Regions from separate parts of the Mus musculus genome. Here region 1 is linked to region 2. The links are chromatin contacts, called in public HiChIP or PLAC-seq maps. All regions are on one chromosome and are shown on one strand. Each heading gives the region's core, a stretch centred on a gene start, on an enhancer-like site or on the middle of the called end of the contact. The rest is flanking DNA. Distances are from core to core; before and after follow the strand shown.

Region 1 (5,385 bases), core at 1,155-3,654, 480 kb after region 2:
CAAGTTTTTTTTTTTTTTTCACCACTTCCCAGTGTGACTCATAAAATATCCCTTGCATATCCTTCCACAGCTCTTCCTCTGGCAACTCTCTGCCATTCTGTCTCTAGAGTGACTTTAGAGGCTCTGTGTAGAACATGCTACATCCTCTATAATCTACTTTCTGAGGAGTGTTGTATTATGTGGTAGCACAGCTATTCTTTTCTTAGTCAAGGTTACTATTGTTGTGATAAAACACCATGACCAAAAGCAACTTGGACTTTCATTATACTTCCATGTCACTGTTCATTGTTGAAGGTAGTCAGGGAAGGAACTCAACCACCACGGAAAGCTGGAAGCAGGAGCTGATGTCAAGACAGTGGAGGGATGCTTCTTATTGGCTTGCTCCCTCTGACTTGCTCAGCCTGCATTCTTATAAAACCAAGGACCACAAGCCCAGGATTGGTCCTACCCACACTTTTCTGAGCCATTCTGCACAATCACTAATTAAGAAAATGCCCTATAGGTTTGCCTTCAACCAGATCTTATGTAAGCATTTCCTCAATTGAGGTTCCATTCTCTCAGATGACTCTAGCTTATGGGAAGTTGACATAAAGCAAAACAAAACACCCCAAAGAAACAAAAACTAGTCAGCATAACTGTTATTCCCACACTGAAACTGGAGGAAATCTTCCCCTGGCCTCTCCTATTTTACAAATTTCAATCAGAAACACTGAACACATTTGTCTGAGACTATTTTATTTATTTTTAAACATTCGAACTGAGGAAAGGATTGTCCAGACCACACCTTGACCAAGACCCCAAGACCACTTACCGACCCCAATGTGGAAAGCTCATGTCAATGTCAAGAAGATAGACATGGGGTCACTGGGCCCTGTCCTGTTCATTTTCTAAGCGTGTCACATTGATTAAATCTCCTTTCTCTTCTTTTTTTTTTTTTACCATGAATGGTCTCTAATTGGTTGTGTGTGGCAGTCTGTGCTTTTGCTCTGACACCATTATAACGGCCATTAAGTTTCAGTTTGAGTTTTGAAGGGAACAAACCCCATTCAAATCTTAGTGGGAATTAAAATGGTGAGCTCAAATGGTGTGAGGAAACATAACTGAGAAAATGACTTTGGAGTTGGAGATTGTCAGGAAACTCCTTGAAAAGGAAGGTCTTTTGAGAGAGCCTTACCTGTCCTAGGGAAATAGGTCTCCCCAAGCATCTGGCTTTGTATCTCCGCCCCTGAACCCCCACTTACCAACTGCCACTGGGACTCCCGAAATCCCCTGCTTCCTGGTAGACAGCCTCTCCTGCCTCGTCCTGAGGGGAACATGGCTTATTTCAAACCTGTTTATCCTCTTCTACTCTGTTTCCATAAGAAAACACAGGATTGGTCCTGGAGGTCTACTATAATTAAGAGGGTGGATTCAGTTGACTTCGAGTAGAGAGAAAGTTTGAAAGACGACGACTTCTGATTGCTTTCATCCTCGCCTCTGTGTGTCCTATAAATGCCAGAGTGATGCTACGGATCTAAAATGCACAGGGAATATTTAAATGTCCCACAAATAGCAGCCCTTTCCATACACAGAGGATACAAGGCTTATTATCTAGGCCTGTTCTTTGATTGCAATATGTGGGGCCCATTCGAGCATCTTTAGTGGAAGGAATAGCAGATTTCATGATGCTTTCAAACAAAAATTTGTTTTTCTATTTTTACTACCCTGCCCCCCAATGCTGTCTATATACCTTTCCTTTAAGCGGAAACATAAGTCTGCCATCTAATAAAGCCCAATAACAACGCTTCTTGAAAGGATAAGGGCTAATAATCACTTCCCGTTTAACATTCTGGTCACGTGACAGTGGAAGAGAATAAATCAGTTAAACAGCAAGATGCAACACCGCTAATTTTCATGTAAAAGGGGAATGATTGCTTTATTATTTTTTTAAAAGAAAACCATTGTGATTTTTAAAAGCTGTTAAAACCCAAACATCCTTGTCTATCAGTTTATGAATTATTAATAAAAGAAGAAGAAAAAGAAAAAAAAAGAGGATTTCTTTTTCTAAATATCATCTGCTAAGCCACCATGGCCTGAAGTGGCTCACGCTGGATCCTGATTTACATAGTCCCAGTTGGAAGTTAATGAAGACCGCTGAGCCACCTTTCAACATGCAGATAAACCTTCATGTATTTAAAGGCAGGGAATCTGGGCTTGTTCCTGGCAAATTATTCATCTCAGATCTGAAGTTTCTGACATCGCCTGCGTCAGATAAACTGTCACCCAAATTGCAAACTAATTAGTGATTCAAACATTTCCGAGCTGATTGATGACAGAATAATTTACGCTTGTTTCTCAGTTTCCAGCTGGCACGGGCTGCTGACTGGAGCCCTAATTAACGCGAGTACATCAGTCATGTTCTGCCAAGGCGGCACATACAATTAAAAGGCAGTTTAAATGGAATCTCACATGATGCAAATGTGAGGAAACAGCGCTTTAGGAAGAAATGACAACAAAACCTCACAAACCAAAACAGAATGGGAAAGAGAGAGAGAGAGAATTCTTTTTTTTTTTTAACGGAAAAGTAAATTGTCCTCTGCATTGAGCAGTTAACAAAAAAATAAGCAAGAGAAGCCAGACTGGGCATACTAAATGTTTTTGTATTTAAGACATTTTATTGAGATGAGTGTTTACTGCTCTTTTTAGTGCAAACAGTTTGGATCACCCTCCTCCCTCGCTGCGTGTTTTGATGGGAGAGATTCTGGGTAGTCGTCCTGGATTGGTCCCGAGCTCCTGGATCCCTGTGGTACTTCTGGGCTCCAGCCTGAGTGACTGCTTTCCTGCATGTGGCCCTGTCTACTGCCCATCTCCCTCAGCGCAATGTTCTGTCCCTGTCCCTTGCATTATTTCTGTTACTTCCATTTACGAACTTTGGGGTAGATTTTAAGTTTTAGTGCAGTTTTGAGCGGAGTGTAATTTCTCCCAGCCCCTTCCTTTTTCTAGCCTCCTCCTGAGGTTTCCAGCATTTGCTCTAGTATATAGAAAGAAAGCCCCAGAGTTTCAAATTTTATTTGAATAAAATAAAGGGCGGGACCTTTATTTTATTTATCTATTTATTTATTTTTGGATTGCCTTTTTTTCCCTTAGTAATTTAGCAAGAGTCCCAGAGGGTTGTTTTTTTTGGGGGGGGGGGTTGGGAGGGCTAATCACATTTCACCATCTAGATATTCTACAGTTTGCTTCACCATCTACTGAAAAAGTTTGGTTGCTTCCAAGTGTTGGCATTCATGATGGAAATGCTGTAAACATCTGTGTGTAGGTTTTTGTCTGGGCCAAAGTTTTAACTTTAGTAAATGGTAACTAGTGTAGCTACGGAACCATTCATTCATGAAAAAGATACTGTTTCTTTTTAAGATTTGTTTTTATTTATTTGTATGAATGCTGGGTGCCTCTGGAGGTGACAGGTTAGAGGTGGTTGGGTTTGTGAGTTGTCAACTTGGTAATGGAACACAAACTGGGGTCCTCTGTGAGCAGAAAATGTTCTTCACGGAGTCATCTCTCCGGTCTCAATTCATTAAGAGATATGCGCTTTCCTTACCTTCAAAGACTATAGGCTGTTGAAGACAACACACATTTCCTGTGGAGCACAGTATATATTTTTTACACTACAGTATGATGTCTAGCTTACAAGATTTTCTCCTCATCCTTCATATTTCTTGATTGCTCTGTTCAACTCAGAATTTCTAAGTTCTCATTCTCATATAGCAATATCTACTACAATTTATCTACCACAATATCTATCACAAATAATATCTACCCTGTGGCTAGAATTATTTCCTGTTTATTGTTAAGGAGACAGACATAGAAGATAATGATTTTATTCATTTCCACAGAGCCAATGAGAGAGCAAGGAGAGATTATTTATCCAATGAGGCTACAGAACTCACTTAGTGTTGCCAGGGACTGAGTGTCCTAGACCCAGCAAGTGGTAAAGCCAGAGAAGAGGCAGATCTTCACTAGTTCGCTAGTTCACTGATCCATTATCTGTGATGCACTGATACTTATTCACGTGTGGGCATCAATTCTAGAAAAACCTTTTCCGTGCCTCAGAAGCCATCCATTCTACAAAATACATTTTAGCTCTACACATAAAGCTTGCCTCTATGCATACTACTGTGGTCCAATAAGAAGCCAAACTCTGAGCCTACAATCTAAAGGGACAGGCAGACATTATGTGTGTGTTAATACCAATGACTAAGTAATTTTGACTGAATGATCAGTCAGAAGGGAAACGTGCAGTTCATGGCAAAATAGGGAAGGGCGATTAACCTACTTTCACCTATACAACATGAGGAGGTAACTATGCAGCCAAAGTTTAACTGGAAGGACATAGACTGGGCAGGAGCATATCCTGGCTATAGAGTCATAGTCTCTGTTGCTTATATCTGTGTCCAAATGTGATAGAAGGAAACTGGTGTGAGAAGAAAGGGGGTGGGTGCTTAATCATAAGGTAACACCTTAAATATGTGCGAGTTGTAACTTCTAGAACCAGTAATTTCCTGGTGAGTAAAGAGCTAAACATCTATTTGAGCCCCACAGGCCATTTCTCTTTCCCAGAAATCCTAAAGTGGCTATATAAGTCATTAGAAGTCGCTTCTTTAGAGGAGCTGAGTCCTGAATGGAGCCTCTAAATGGTGTGTGTTGCAGTCTACCTACCTGCCTATAGTACTCAGAGAGCAGAAAACCAGTGCAGAGGCAAAAAAGAGGGACTTACGGCTTTTATTTTTTATGACGTGATACATAGTTTAGATTATTACATAGTGTGTATATTGTTAGTATTATTAGTGTGTAATAATGTACATACACACATATAGGTGAGTGTATGTACACAGTCAGGCATGGCTTTAATGCCAGAGATGATTGCTGAGAACTGGTTGCTAGGTGATTTTACCATTGGCTGACTGAATGTGCAAAGCAAGATGGCTGTAACTATCAGTAAGTGGTGTAATCTTATAGGACAGCTGCCATACGTGCTGTCCATCACCAATCAAAATATCGTTCACTAGTACATGGCTACATGAGTATATTTAAATATACTAAAACCTACAGCAAAATACAACAGAAATAAACAGGTATGTCCTTGCCAACCACCTAAAACAATTGTTAATTTGCTATGTCTGTTCTCACTGTTTTTAAAAGCAATCATGACATTAAAAGTAAGCCTTCTGTTCTCTATGACTTATCCCTTCCTTCTCAGATGTAATTCTAGTCCAAAGTTGGTCTGATATTTCACCATTCACTTTATTTTTATTTTAAATTACCATTTTAATTTTTACTTTATAAATGTCTATAAAGTAGGATTCCAAATATTTTAAAAATGCATTACAATGAGACCATATGTTCTGT
Region 2 (5,024 bases), core at 1,595-4,094:
TCTTATATTTATCTGCCTAGTTGGTGAGACTGTATGTGTGTTGCTTCTGACATTACTAGGAAACACAGTCTCATAGCATACCCCCTGATTCTTTGGCTCTTACAATCTTTCTGCACCTTCCTCCAAAATGTTCCCTGATCCTTAGTTTCTGCATTTTGATTCGTAGGCTTAGATTTTTCAAAAACCTATTTGAATAAGAGTTTGTAAATGCTTCAACCTTCCTTGTAAGCCACTGACCGTAAGTGGGGAGAAAGATGGCTAATACAGGGGGGTTTAGGCCTGTTTAAAGGAAGGTTTTTAGTGCCATTCCAATCTTTGTTGTCAGGATATCAGCAGTCAGGTCCAAAACACCAAACACAAATCAGTAGTGACAGTCCAAGTCTAATCAGCAAACACCAAACACAAATCAGTAGCAGCAGTTCGATCTAGAAGAAACCACAAGGTTCTACAGAATTGCCCGGAGTCTACAGAAGCAGCAAGAAGCATCTGGAATGCCATGAGGAGTATTTTGGTGCATTTCTCTCTACAATGTGATGACAAGAGAAGATATGTGAAGACCACCAAAGCATTGCAAGCCAAACCAACGCAAAAGCATTGTACACTATCTGGTTTTCTGTATACCCTTTCCAAGCATCACACATTCTCCCAAGAGCCTGTCCCAGCAAAACATCCTCTCACATGTGTACTTCAGCAACACATCTTCTTATCACACAGGTTTCAGAAAAATATCACATAACACAACTGAGTCTCCAAAACCAGAAATTTCCAACTCATTAATTAGTTGTGATCCTCCCTCTACAAGGCGCTGCCTGCTCTTGGAAGACAATAGATCTTTCTGGCCATGCTCTACCAGCTAGAGCAAGACCAGCCTCACCCACTTGCACCAAAAGGGTCTCTTGATAGCATGCCTAAGGCTTTACGGCCATGTTCTTAAATTGCCACAGCACTTCAGTAAATATCAGTAAAGGAACTACAATGTATTAATGTCTAATATATAAGGCTGGCCATTAGGAAAGCCAACCACAAGCAAGATAACTGAAATCCATCAGTTAGAAACTGACCTGAACCAATAGAAAATGTTCCACACTCCTGGTCTAGACAGCCCACAACTTGAGCCCTTAATTTTTCACTGAGGGCTATATTTGTGTCCTTTAAACATCTTTTTTTTTTTCTGATAAAAAGGATTTCTTTGACTTCGTGAATCAGCATGAGAAGTATATGATTTTAGGTATTGCTTTTAGTTCTACAGAAACAAAAACTCATCAAATGCCAAAAACTAGTTCAGTCCAGTTAACATACTTATAAATTATTTTTAAAAAGCTATTACATTAGTTTTCTATTGCTGCTTCAACAAATTACCACATATTTGTATCATAAGAGCAGACATATTCGTTACGTTATAGTTCTGGAGCCCAGAAGTCTGGGATATCTCTTGGAGCTCAGATCAGGATGTGAGCACAGATTCCTTCCTTTGAAAGCTCGGGAGGTGTCTGTTTCTTGGCTTATCAAGATCCTGTACACTGACTCCATTCTTTGATTCATGATCCCTTCCATCTCCAAAGGCAGCTGCCACATCCCCTTATGCTCTGTTTCTGTCCTCTGCTTCTGACTGAGTCTTCATCTCTCCTCTTTTGTTCTAAGAACCCTTATACTACATTAGAACCATATGAATAACTCAGATAATCTGCCCATTTCAGAACTCCTAATTACATTTGCAAGGTCCCACTTGCCATATAAGGTAACATATTCACAAGAGCTGATCATTAGGGTTTGGACATCATTGAGAGCACATCCTTGGGAACTGTATCCTCCAAAGGAAACACCCTTCTACTCTGTCATCCCTTAACACAAATGTGTTATGTTTACCAGTTATCTGGCCCCTAATTATATTTCCTCCCTATATCTAAGTTAACCATCTCCTTAAGCTTAGTAAGACAGCCACTCACAAGTCATGGGGGTTGCAGACAGTCTCCCACATTCCACATTTTCAACATTCTGGAGGGGAACACTGAGATGTGTTTTGCAGAAATGTGCCCACGCACCTCCCCTCAATTTTTTGACAGACAGCCACACCTGTGTGCCCAAACACGGTTCCCAATTACAGAGTTCAGCCCAGATTTGAAAAGATGTACATCAACACCTCCTTTCTCAGGGCAGAGCACATCTGATTATCCTCAGTGGCAAGAAATGTGAAATTTTAAGCACTGTACCATGTCTAAATATGACAGGGGCATTTGTGCCCTTTCTCCATGATCATTGTCATCTCTTGTCAGGTGACATTGTTCTCAGAAAGCACCATTCCCATACTACAAAAATAAGAGTAAAATGTTATAGAAAGTCCAGAGGATCAATGTGGAAGTCTGATTCTCTCAAGCACAGTACTTAACTATAGGCCATGACTGGAATTTATTAACTTGCTAAAATTGATATGAGGTCTTCAGCCATTGTATAGTGACTGTTGTTTAATTATCCAGATCTAAAGAGTGTCTTTGGCTGATTTGTGATTCTTCCAGCTCTGTAGTTCTCTGTTCAGTCACAGCACAGGTCATTGAACACCCACTGGAAAGTGTCCTTCAGAAGTATGTGAAGGGCCCACCTGCATGAGCCTGGTCCATGCTACATTCAAAGAATATGTGACTGCTGGTTCAGTACCAAGAATCCACTCTGGGTGGGCAAGGAAGGCCTCAGAAATACAAGCAAATGCCAAAGAGAAGCCGGTGATTTTATTCCAATTACACTCAGTGCCATGATGTCACAGCATAAATTTGTACTTTTGCATGCAGCTCATGCTGGTGTGATGACAGCTCTTAAAATGTTGAGTGATTGTGGACCCGTCAGCATAAAATTATTCTAACATGGTGCCGTTATTAGTGCTTCAATAAATGCCATTCTTCTTGTGTTCTGAGGTGGCATTTGCAAATGAGCTAATTTCTCTGCAGTAAAATAATTGTGTTGCATTTATTTTGTGGGGGAAAAAACAGTGCTATTACATAAAGGGGGCTCTTTTTCCATCAAAACCACATACGCTGTAGTTAGTCAAGTTTAAAAAAGAATGCATTAACTAAATGACTAGGTAATTATTTAAATGAACTCGCTGCTTTAAAAAGCTGTGGATGGGATAAACACCTTTAAAAAATCCCTTGTTATTACAAAAAGATGTGGCAAATTAGTCACAGGGGCATCCATGCACCAAGTCATGGTGGGGGCTGTTTGCTGATTGGTGACAGACATTTTCAGGGTTCATTACGAGTCTCTGCATGCTATTCCCACTTCATTCTCTGTAAAGGGTAGTCTGAGAAAGGAGGACAGAGGATATTACATGAGTGTTGTCCTTTTTATTTTCCTGTTTGGATACTTTGCCCTGGAACTCCAGAATTCTCTTAGAAGTTCCAAGTTCAAAGTCCCACTCACACAACGACCTGTCTGTACCTCTGGCTGTGATAACCAAGTAAGGAGCTTCATGTTCCTTTAAGTCTCCTGATGCCACACAGACTCCTCAGCACCTAGTAGGTTACATCAGAATGAAAAAGAAGTAAGCTATCTGCCTCTGGTGTTTACTGAATACTACACTGTTTAGTTACATTCTCCTAGTGACAAAGAGAGGGAATGGAAGAGGGAGATGGGGGTGGGGAGGGGGAGACTAAATTAGTTGATGCTAAAGATGGTCAATGGGAAAATATTTTTTCAAGTGTGCTGAAAACCCTAGGTTTTGTGCAGGCCAGGGGGAAATACAGGTGGATTTCCTGATATTTGCAGTCGTAAGACATGGTAAGCTGTAGACTCTCCTCATTTTCTCCAGTCTGTGAAGATCTCCATGGTTTTCCTCCCTTAGATATTGTCCAGCTTTTGTTAAGTTCTATCAAAACCACGGATACAAAACACAACAAATATCCTAAAGGTTCTTTAAAGGAAAGCAACAAATTATGAAAACCGATGTTAAAACAAGATGAAGCCCAACTAGAACCAAAATGTCGGGGCTTCCATGGGTTCAAACAGGAGGTTCCATGTGCACTAGAAGCAAGCTTCCTCCTCCACCACTCCAAGACATGGGTGCCACAGAAGAAACCCTCAGGCTGCTCAGGCCAGTGAGGGTAGAGCACACTTTTATCGATAGATCTGGTCCAGGAACTGGTGCAAATTTGGTTCAAGTCCATCCCTGCAATCACCAAGAGGCTAAGTTGCTCTTCCACCCCTAGGAAGGCTTCAATGAGGGTTGAGGAAGGCAACATGTTCATTTTGTTGCTCTCTGACAGCATTCCCTCTTGGAACCACAGGGCAAATCAAAGCCTGTTTCCAGAACTCTGGTGAGGAATGGGTTGGCCTATGAAGCTCCATTTTGCAAATACAAATATTGAGTTTCATGGAACTATATTTTTCTCATGCCTATGTCATCAGTAGAGACAGTCTTCAGTCTGGGCATCTAGCCCTGAGGACTATTAGTGTCTCCCACTACAGTGTACAAATGTTTAAAAAGTAGGGAAGTAGGGTTGATGTTTATAGAAATATGGGAATAGGAAGTCAAGAAAGTATCTTAAAAACTAAGAACAAACTTGTTTATCTTCTAGCACTTACATTTCTGGCAAGATGGAGGCTTAAAAAGCTGCAGACAGATGACCTAAATGAAAACCATTGCTACTGGATGAGGTTCAGCATGTGTCTTAACTTTTGTGTAGAATGGCAGTTCTCAATAAGAGTTAAACGTGCACTCACGCGCGTGCACGCATGCGCGCGCGCACACACACACACACACACACACCTATAGAACACTTAGCAATGCCATGAACTTATATCTGTCCAAAAGTAACAATGATTCTGAGATTAAGGAAACCTGATATGGAAAGGTAGACAGGTAACCTCATCTCACAGCTTGATGTAGCACGTAAAAATCTGCTTTTCCTTTTATTGAAAATAGATCTTCTTTTCCTCATTGTGCTTTCTACTACCCCCAGTTCTTACCACCTCCCTTCCCATTTAGAACCACTCCTTTCTGTCTTTCATTAGAAAAAAAAAGGCTTCTAAGAAAT

The links. HiChIP or PLAC-seq counts read pairs in DNA pulled down with a chosen protein or histone mark.
Region 1: an H3K4me3 HiChIP or PLAC-seq map of embryonic basal ganglia shows a contact between it and region 2, with 4 times the contacts expected there. The contact joins two enhancer-like sites. A contact is called at or near these places in 1 of 484 Hi-C or Micro-C datasets (nephron progenitors) and 2 of 115 datasets of contacts at active chromatin or transcription factors (embryonic basal ganglia and embryonic stem cells).

What each region holds. Positions count from the first base shown.
Region 1 is chr19:14,775,152-14,780,536 of GRCm38.p6, forward strand. No RefSeq gene overlaps it. Among named protein-coding and RNA genes, the nearest start is that of Tle4, 180 kb to the left of the region's middle. Within about 2 kb of position 2,405, at least 19 of the 459 cell types and tissues checked have an H3K27ac peak or open chromatin away from gene starts, as enhancers often do. A contact at or near this core is called in embryonic basal ganglia, where this site is marked.
Region 2 is chr19:14,298,542-14,303,565 of GRCm38.p6, forward strand. No RefSeq gene overlaps it. Among named protein-coding and RNA genes, the nearest start is that of Gm8630, 130 kb to the right of the region's middle. Within about 2 kb of position 2,845, at least 7 of the 459 cell types and tissues checked have an H3K27ac peak or open chromatin away from gene starts, as enhancers often do. A contact at or near this core is called in embryonic basal ganglia, where this site is marked.